Regions from separate parts of the Drosophila melanogaster genome. Here region 2 is linked to region 1. A link is a contact called in public HiChIP or PLAC-seq data. All regions are on one chromosome and are shown on one strand. The core of a region is the stretch at or near the end of the contact, and the rest is flanking DNA. Distances in the headings are between cores, read along the strand shown.

The links. HiChIP or PLAC-seq counts read pairs in DNA pulled down with a chosen protein or histone mark.
Region 2: a contact with region 1 is called in a POLR2A S2P HiChIP or PLAC-seq map of the Kc167 cell line, with 2.7 times the contacts expected there. The contact joins the promoter of CG3198 here to the promoter of dx in region 1. A contact is called at or near these places in 11 of 107 Hi-C or Micro-C datasets (the D17-c3 cell line, the Kc167 cell line, the S2 cell line and 4 more) and 2 of 6 datasets of contacts at active chromatin or transcription factors (both in the Kc167 cell line).

What each region holds. Positions count from the first base shown.
Region 1 is chrX:6,532,052-6,536,794 of dm6, reverse strand. dx (deltex) reads right to left here and starts at 2,796. Exons shown (of 4, transcript NM_078509.3): 1 at 1,894-2,796; 2 at 1-1,274. The coding sequence starts at 2,382. It overlaps RpL7A (Ribosomal protein L7A), which reads left to right and starts at 3,447. Exons shown (of 6, transcript NM_167073.3): 1 at 3,447-3,565; 2 at 3,634-3,671; 3 at 4,250-4,305; 4 at 4,374-4,497; 5 at 4,590-4,743. The coding sequence starts at 4,291.
Region 2 is chrX:6,671,445-6,676,187 of dm6, reverse strand. It overlaps CG3198, which reads left to right and starts at 2,215. Exons shown (of 4, transcript NM_132109.2): 1 at 2,215-2,551; 2 at 2,625-3,568; 3 at 3,853-3,926; 4 at 4,009-4,743. The coding sequence starts at 2,450. The coding sequence ends at 4,205. It overlaps Mcm6 (Minichromosome maintenance 6), which reads right to left and starts at 1,801. Exons shown (of 1, transcript NM_078510.3): 1 at 1-1,801. The coding sequence starts at 1,682.

The DNA of each region.
Region 1 (4,743 bases), core at 1,547-4,046:
TCGTTTTGCTGGGCAATTATCATCCCATTGAGGCACTGCAAATGCATGAGATGCTGGCAGCGACTCAGCGAAATGGCCGGATTCTGGGCGGAGTGCACCAGCTCCTCCATGCACATGGGACAGGGCTGGGCATTGGGCCACAGCGGTGGCTCCACCACCTTGACAAAACGCGATATCATATCGCTGGCCGGGTCCACGCCCACAATCGAACCGGCGATTGATTGCTGCTGCTGCTGCTGCGCCTGTTGCTGCTGTTGCATCTGCAGCTGCTGTTGCTGTTGTTGCTGCTGCTGTTGCTGTCGCGGATGCAGTGGTAATGGCGGCGGCACCGGCGCCCTTTCGCCCAGCGACGATGGCGGCAGCGAGGGCACAAAAACTTCATCGCTGCCAAGCGAGCAGTCCAGCAGATCATTGACCGAAATGGCAAAGTTCCTGCTGCGCAGGCTCTCCTTGCTCTCGTGGCTGAGGTAAGTGGACACAGTGTCCACACTGGGTCTCCGCCGATGCGATTTCACACTGTTCGTGTCCGTGTCCGAGGTCCGCGTACGCGATCTCGAGCGATGCGAGCCCATCCGGCTGCTCCTTTGCGACTGCAGCGATCCCTCCGAGCAGCGACTATGATGACTGTTCATCGAGGCAGTCAGCATGTTCTTGGCGTGCGAAAAGTGCGCATGCGACAGATGGTTGGCATGGTGCAGCGAGGCCGATGAGGAGGATGAACTGGCACTGGCCGCCGTCGACATGTTCGATTGGTGCTTAGTGCTGCTGCTGAAGATGTTTAGGTTGTTGAGTATCTGGCGTAGATTGGTGGTGGAGATCTCGCTGTGCTTCTTGGGCGGCTTCCTGGGCGCCGTCTGATGATGGATTTGATGGTGCTGCATCTGATGTTGCTGCTGTTGCTGATGCTGTTGTTGCTGATGCTGGTGATGATGTTGCTGCTGCTGCTGCTGTTGATGCTGGTGCTGATGCTGCTGCTGCTGCACTTGATGGCTGGTGGGCAATGGGTGCTGTTGCCTGGTCATGGGCACTCTGTGCAGGCTCTTGGTGTCTCCCAGTTTGGGTAGAGTGTTGTACTGGCTGCTCACGCTGGCGGAATTCGACTTGAGTTGGTTGGCCTGTTGTGGCGTTAGTTTCACCAAGGGATACGGCGCCTGTTGGGTACGCCGAATGCTGCGCATGGGTCCGCTGGGTTGGCGCAGCTGGGTGAGATTGCAAAAGTTAATGGTGTACGGCAGGCCGATGTGGGTGTTGCACAGGTCCAAGGTTTGTTCGCCCTGCAAGGGAGTAGGAATAAGTTATGTTACAATCTATAATTGATGATATTGATTGATTGATATGCGGTTGCAGTTGGACTTTGTGCAAGAAGAAGAATAAATTTATATAGCCCCTAAAATTTGATCATAATACCATAACTCAGCCAAAACTCCAGCGATTTAAGTGCGAATGATTTTAATAGTCATTATTTTTAAAGCAGAAAGTTTCTGTATTCAAACTTTTACAAAAGTGAAAATTAAATTTTTTTTCAATTTTTTTGTCCCATTTTGAGGTTGCAAAAATGGAAATTTTTGAAAAAAAAATTAATTTGATTTTAGCTAAAAAATTTAAATGCAGATTTATTTGTCTAAGCATCAGAAATTCAAAAAGGTACACTTCTTCGATCTACTACGTTTTTTGGCTGAGATGTGAACTGTGGAATTTGGCTTATATGTACTATTTAAACACCTATGGACACATCACAGACTGGTGCATCCTTAGCCAATTCTTCAGGATCAGTGGTAAACCCACACTCTTTTAAGATTCCCCATATATTCTCCCGATAAAAAAATTCCTGAGCAACTCAAAATTCCAACTAGACTGCCAATGGGAAAACATTCGATTCTGCACGGCACTCACCCTCGCCCAGGCGTCCTCGATGATGCACTGGACGTGCATGTTGTAGGGCCGCCAGTCGTTGTTGCTATCGGCACTGCCGCCCGACCACTCCCACTTGGTGCCCTTGCCCGCCGGCGAGCTGGGTGCGTAGAACATGCGCCGAACACCGATGGTCAGCAGGCCGGAGCCGGCCGTTTCCGCCTCCGATTCCTGGGTCATTGTGCGCACGTTGACGTAGTACTGCTCCAGGCTGGGATCCGCATCGCTCAGCATGACGCGCGTCAGTTTCTTGGCGTGGGCGCGTTCCAAGTGCTGCGACACCGCCGGCGAATAGGGCAGCCACTTGCCGCGCGACTCGAACTCCCACACGCAGACGGCGTGGGCGTGGTTCACGGGCGGCCCACCGGATCCGGCGGTGGACAGGGCCATGGTGGCACAACTGGAGGCGGCGCTACCTCCGCCACCGGGAACAACGGATCCGGATGCCGCACTTCCGGCGCTGCTGGCCATTGCTTGCAGTTGATCCGTTATCCGTGGAGTGAGCCCATTGCCATATCCATGCCCATTTCCATATCCAACTCCTCCTGCGCTCTCTTCACTAGCTCTCACTCACTCACTCTCTCTCTCTCGCTCTCTCTTGCTGTTGCTGTCGCGCTATCTCGCTCGCTCGCGAAGATGGGCACAAAATAAACAAAGAAATTAAAAATGGTGGACCCGCTGCCAGCGTTAGTTATCCCTGATTTTCCCTGGCTTCCATTTTCCCGAAGTTTTCGTTCTGGTTCTTTAGTCACTCGGTTTCGTTTAGGCGCAGCTTAAGAATTCACGTTTGATGGTAAAAACAGTTTTTCTAGCATTTAGCGCAAGCGCAGGCGAGAAATTTTTATTGTTGGACAGCGATTTAATGAGAGACAACAGCGGAAAATGGCTAAATAAGGCCGGATGAAAATACCGCACTGCATCTGCAGCCACCAGTTGGATTCGGTAGTTTCAGGGTTGGCATAACTGGTTGCTAGCTAGATCTAGCTAAATGTTTAATATTTTTTATTTTCTTTTCTTGCACTTGAATATAAACAGATACTATTTTTAGCTTGTTAATTAATCAATTAATATATGTGTAATTGAATTCTATATTGAAATGAAAAAAATAAGAACTTGCAATGATTTTACTTGATATTAATTTCAATATTTTTTATTTACTTTGGCAAGTTTAAGCTACTTTTCTTAAGCAACGCGACCTCCAACACTGGCTGCTTCCAAAGTTTCTTTCTATTTAGTATTTCTTTTCAAGATTTTCGGTAATACAAATCGGTCACTTTTAAGAAATTCATAATTTGAGCATGTCTTTGCTGTAACGATCACATTTGTGGTGTATGTCCTAGATAGGATGGAATGTTAGATATATTATTTTTATTTAAACGAAAGGTATTCTGACCACGATTTGATTCGTTTTCAAGCGCTGGCCTATTAAAAAAGAAGTTACGCTTAAATAACATTGTTTTTTAACTTATCTGATGTACCTTAAAATTTTTAAAACATAAATGGAGCGAGTCTCTGCTAAGAATAAGCATAGCCTCTCACCTCGGTATATCGCTTCTTTTGGCGTTTCGGTGCAAATGTGGCACGGTCAGATCGAATCTACTCGATTTCCAACATTGGAACTGCCACTTCCTTTCTTTTTCGTTCCACGTTTCCGGTGAGTGCATGTGCCTAGCGAGCAGTCCTGAATTTTGTGCTAAAAACCAATATTTTATTTACTTTCAGCGAGTATTTCGATACGTTCGTGGTCGTGCTTATCACAGGTAAAGCTCACAATTCCAGAAATTCACCCAAAAACTACGCGGCCGGCGAAAATGTGTGCAAAACCAAATTTTTTGTATAATTTTTTTTCTGTGGGCTTCCAAAGCCGGATTTAAATGTGCCACTTAAAAGAACAAAGTGTAAACAACACGTGAAGTACGCAGTATACTCCGAAAACCTTTTTTTTTTTTGTAGTGAAATTGCCAAATTCCAACCCATTTGAACAAAAATGTGCGTTGCGGCATGTTTTTGTGCATGTGTTGGTGCAGGTGTATGGAGTGTGTGTGTAGAAGTGTTGTTAAAGAAACCTTAAAACTTCAAAGTTATCAAAATGAAAGTAATATTTCTTCAATTTAATGAAAACGGAGTAGATTTCTTCGGAAAATCTGCGAAAAAACGTGTGTTGTTTATACCCAATTATCACACACACACACACACACACACGCAAGCAACATGGTTTTTTTTTTCTTTCCGTACTTACATTTTTCATGCACGTGTTTTGCTGGTCGCCGAAGTTTTGCGTGTTTTCCCATTAACTTTACCAAGTTTAAAACGTATTAATGTGCTAATTCTTTTTTAGCAACTGCTTATTTCGGTAGCAAACTTTAAAACCGCTTGAAAATGGTTGTCAAGAAGGTGAGTTATCGGCGTAAATTTGCTGTTAACTCGAATTAACCTAATGCGTGTTTTCATTGCGTTTACAGCCCAGGCCAAAGAAGAAGCCAGTGACCAAGAAGGTGGCTCCCGCTCCTCTGGCTGTCAAGAAGCCCGTGGTCAAGAAGGTTGTTAACCAGCTGTTCGAGAAGCGTCCCAAGAACTTCGGAATCGGTAAGTGCACAAAACATATTCTATATATATGAATATTGCAGCGGAATTTCTTACATATTAGCTAAATGTATACATATTCTCTCACTTTGCAGGCCAGAATGTGCAGCCCAAGCGCGATCTGTCCCGTTTCGTTCGCTGGCCCAAATACATCCGGGTGCAGCGTCAAAAGGCTGTGCTCCAGAAGCGCCTGAAGGTCCCACCACCAATCCACCAGTTCAGCCAGACTCTGGACAAGACCACCGCCGT
Region 2 (4,743 bases), core at 966-3,465, 140 kb before region 1:
CGCGTATATGCCCGCTCCACGGACTCCTCGATGTTCGAGTGCAGATCAACGATCTTGCGAGCAATGGCATAGTCCACCACCTCATTGCATTCGTCCACGAGAATGAAGAACAGATCGAATCGCGACATAATCGGTGCCGATAGCTGAATATTTTGTTGCAAACTCTTGGAGCGATCGTAGCGACCATTAATGGGATTGGCGGCGGCCAGAATCGAAGTGCGCGCATTGAGTGTGGCTCGTACGCCGGCGCGTGCAATCGATATGGTCTGCTGTTCCATGGCCTCGTGAATGGCCACCTGATCGCGCTGATCCATCTTATCGAACTCGTCAATGCAGCAAATGCCATTGTCGGCCAACATGAGGGCGCCCGCCTCGATGACAAAGTCAAAGGACTCCTCGTCGCGCACAACCGCAGCGGTTAAGCCCGCTGCCGAGGATGCCTTGCCCGAGGTGTAGATCGCACGCGGCGAGAAGTCGGATACCTGCTTGAGGAACTGTGACTTGGCCGTGCTGGGATCGCCAACGATGCACACATTGATGTCGCCACGAAGCGATGTCTTTTCGGTGGTGGTCTTCGCAACGCCACCGAATTGCTGCAGAAGAATGCCCCGCTTGACCTCATCGTTGCCGTAGATCGAGGGAAAGAGGCTGCTAATTAGATTCTGGTAGAGATTGCGATCCTTGGACATCTCATAGATCTTGTGCCACTCGGCATCTGTCATCTGCTTCTTCATATCCTCGGCTGTCACCTCCGACATGGGCAGATCGGTGCCGCCAAAACGTGCTGTCGTTGCCTGAACACTGCAGGCAAGGAAGGCCATCCGATAGTTGAGCTCTCGCATGCCCAGTGCCTTTAGGCCAGTGACGCCATCCATGCCCTCGCCGGGCTTGTGGCGTGAACTGTTCTCCGCCCGTGTGCCCACTCCGGCCAGGACACTCACATCGGGCACCACAATCAGAGTGCCCGTGAAATCATAGCGATCGCCAGCCTGAACGGTCTCCACCAGCTCCGAGCGCAGGATAATCTCCACCGCGCGGGGAATACAGCCACGCGGCAGCTCGGCTTGCGTCTCCTGGATGCGAATCTTTTGAAAGTCCAAGAACAGACTCTTCTCCACATCCAGCATGAAACGCTTGCGATTGGAGCACACGGGATTGCGGCAAATGGTGGGATTGGTGAACTTGAACTGCTGCTCTACGTTCCGAATTTCCGTCTGGCAATCGAGGCACATGAAGACGCCGGAAACAAGCTCCGGATGTACGGGATGGGTGCGCACCACCTGGCCGGAGATGCGGATGAGGGTGCCGATTTTGGAGGTGGTCAGATCGCGAACCTTGTGACGCGTCGGCACCTCCGTGAAGGCCACATAGCAATCCTTCTGGGTCTTCAGTCCAATCCGGTCCTTAACGTAGTTCGAAACGGATTGGCAAAGGAACGGATAGATGTGGTAGTACTCCTCGATAATGGCGGTGGCCAGATTCTGATCGTATTTCTCCACATCCTCGAAGCTGACCTCCAGGGTGCAGCGATCCGGGGATTCCAAGCTGGCGGCTGGGCGCGTGTACTTGATCTCGCCATCCTCCTTGAATTCCTCGAGGAAATCCTGAAACAACTTCTGGGCCCGAATGCCCACCTCGTCTTTTACGCGCAGCTGGCCAACCTGAGCATCTGCCACATCCATTTTGGGTCACTTCTTGCTTCAAACTGGTGAATTGCGCGCTAAATTCCGAGATTGCTTTCGTTTCTTGCGAATGTTTACAGCTGCGTGCTTTGCTCGGTTTTGGCGCCTTTTTCTGACAGTTGCTTGGGGGTGGCAACGCTCGTGCGCAGGGATGCCAGCTATTCAAGAGCAAAGGTAAACATGTCTTACGGTCACATTAATTTATTAGTTCAAATATATATAAAAATATATATTTTTTTAATTGCTGAAAGCTTACTTAAATTTCTTGCCCTTGCTAATCAACAAGTAGTTTTCGAATTTTTTGAATAGATCAAATAGTCCAAAAGTTGATTGAGATACGTTGTTTTAATAACTTAATCGGATAACTTAATAATCCAAGAGATGAATGACATGAATTATAAGAATAATTTTATACGAGTAAAGTATTAAAACATTCAACTTAAGTTGTTTATTTTATGAACTTATAGAATTTAGTACGTTTTTAAGACCGATAGTTCGCCCACTCATGTCGCGGAACGCTGTGCACCGATAGGCTTATTCCGAAATAATCGATACCACGCGAATTTCGTGAAATAATTTTATTGATTCTATTTTGGCTAATTTTTTGGCTAAACAGCAGGAGCACAGCGTTGCACGTGTGTTCACCTGTTCGCCGGCACCGTTGTGGCCATAGAAGTCGGTGTGGTACCATTGGATTCATTTGATTCACTGGGACCACCGCCCCCTTCGGAGTTTTGTCCCCACAAATTGCGAAGGAGCCCCGGAAAATGGTGGACGCCGCCAGGCAGATGCTCGACGAGCTGATGGGCAGGAATCGCAACCTGCATCCCTCGGAGGCGGGCGCCAAGGTCAATTGGGAGGATCCGGAGGTGAGTACGCTCAGGATGTGGCGCGCCAAAGAGCCACCTCCAAAATAATGGGGGTTTTTTTTTTTGTCCGCAGTTCTGTCAGTTCTACAACGTTAAGTTCTGTCCGCACGATCTATTCATAAATACGCGCGCAGATCTGGGCCCCTGTGCCCGCATCCACGACGAGGAAGCCCGACATCTCTACGAGGATGCTCGACCCTCGCAGCGGAAGCGTCAGTACGAGGATGAATTCCTGCGCTTTTGCAATGTTATGCTGCACGATGTGGATCGAAAGATCCAGAAGGGAAAACAGCGTTTGCTGCTAATGCAAAGGGATCAGCCCAATGTACCGGCGCCACTGAGCAGGCACCAGGAGCAGCTTGCGAATCTGACGGCCCGGATCAATAAGCTGCTCTCTGAGGCAGAGGAAGCCGGCATTCGGGGTGACGTGGACCAGGCCCAAGATCTAATGACCGTGTGCGAGGAGCTCAAGGAGGAGAAGGAACAGTTGGTACAGCAATACGAGGCCCATCACAAGGCCATCAGCAGCATCAGCCTGACCAAGTCAGCGGAGGACGAGCTGCAGCATCACCCGCGCAGCAGTCCGGTCACAAATCCCAGCGAAGAAAGTCCAACTACTCCTCTTCCAGCCGCCACCACGCTAGATGAAGCGCCGGATGCAGCTCCAAGTTCCGCACAAGCAGCTGTCACAACGACTGACGATGCCGGTGAAGCAGCTGGTGCAGCCAGCGAGGACAAAACGTCAGAGAAGACGGATAGCAAGGCGGCTGGCTGGTCGCATGATGCCATGCCCGAGAAACAAATGAAGGTGTGCGAAATCTGTGGCGCTTTCCTGATAGTCGGCGATGCACAGCAGCGGATCGAGGACCATTTGATGGGTAAACAGCATCTGGGCTACTCCAAACTGCGCAACGCCGTCGCCGAGATCAACGAGGCGCGACAGAAGGAGCGCGAGCAGGAGGAACGACGTCGACGTGAGGGTCGAGTGCAGCGCTTCCACTCCTACGATAGCAGACGGTAAGGTCTCGACGAACCCTGTATCCTATCCTATATGCGCACCTGGCAAAAGATCACAAAACAAAAATAAGTTCGTTCTCAAAAAAAAAATAATTGGCAGAATGCCCTCAATGTGACGATGAGTAATGCTGTTCAATTACTTTCGAGTTTATTTCATTACTTGGTTACTGCACGAAACGAGAAAACTATGCGATGTCATGGTATCCTATAGACAATGTTTTAGTTAACGAACTATGATGATCTTATATCTAATGTGAGCATCTTCCATTCGTTTAATCCTTTAGCGAGCCACGCAGTGAGTACCGCGAGCGAAGTCGCGACTATGTTCAGAATCGCCAGCCCTCGGATCGACGTCACCGTAAGTTCTCACCCCCCCAAATTCGTTTTGCACTTGCACACGGCACTCGAACGTTTACTGAACTACTGTATTTCCATTCCAGATCACCATAAATCGCACCACAGCTCCCATCACTCGTATTCGCGCAGTGGCGGTGGTGGCGGCGGTGTAGGAGTTGGCGGCGGAGGAGGTGGTGGAAGCAGTCGGAGCAACCGGAGCCATCATAATCACAACCATAATCACTACCGCCATGACAGCCGCGAGCGACATTGCCGCAGCCGGAGTCGCAGTCGCTACTAGAGACCAAAAAAAAAAAAGAAAAAGAAAAAGAAAAGATAAACACAATAGAAACCAAGTGAATAGCAAACCAAGAACACAAGTAAATAATCCGAAAGTCCGGAGCACTTCCAGTTTCCAAAGCCCCATACCGCAAGTGTACAACAACTAAATATGATCAAGTTCAAAACGAACCCAATCTCTCGACCATCTGCGATCTTCAGTCTTCGTCTTATGTGGTTCGCAAATCAGCAATTCGCAATCCGTAAGCACCAGCTGCCGTGGCCACGGGCGGCAGCATCGAGGTATCCCAATAGAAAAAAAAAAATCATTAACACAATTTCCAAAAAAAAAAAAAAATTATAATAATAATATGTATCAGAAAACAGTTAGATAAAACAGTATCTGAGCTGGCAGTATCAATTGCGCTGAGGTGAGTCCAACACTTAATAAGCCCGTAAAAAAAAAGAATATATAACACTCGGGCGCCATTGTGCCCCTTCACATTCTGTAGACATACTCGTTTTCGTATCATTACTCTACTCTCGTATATACGATCTAT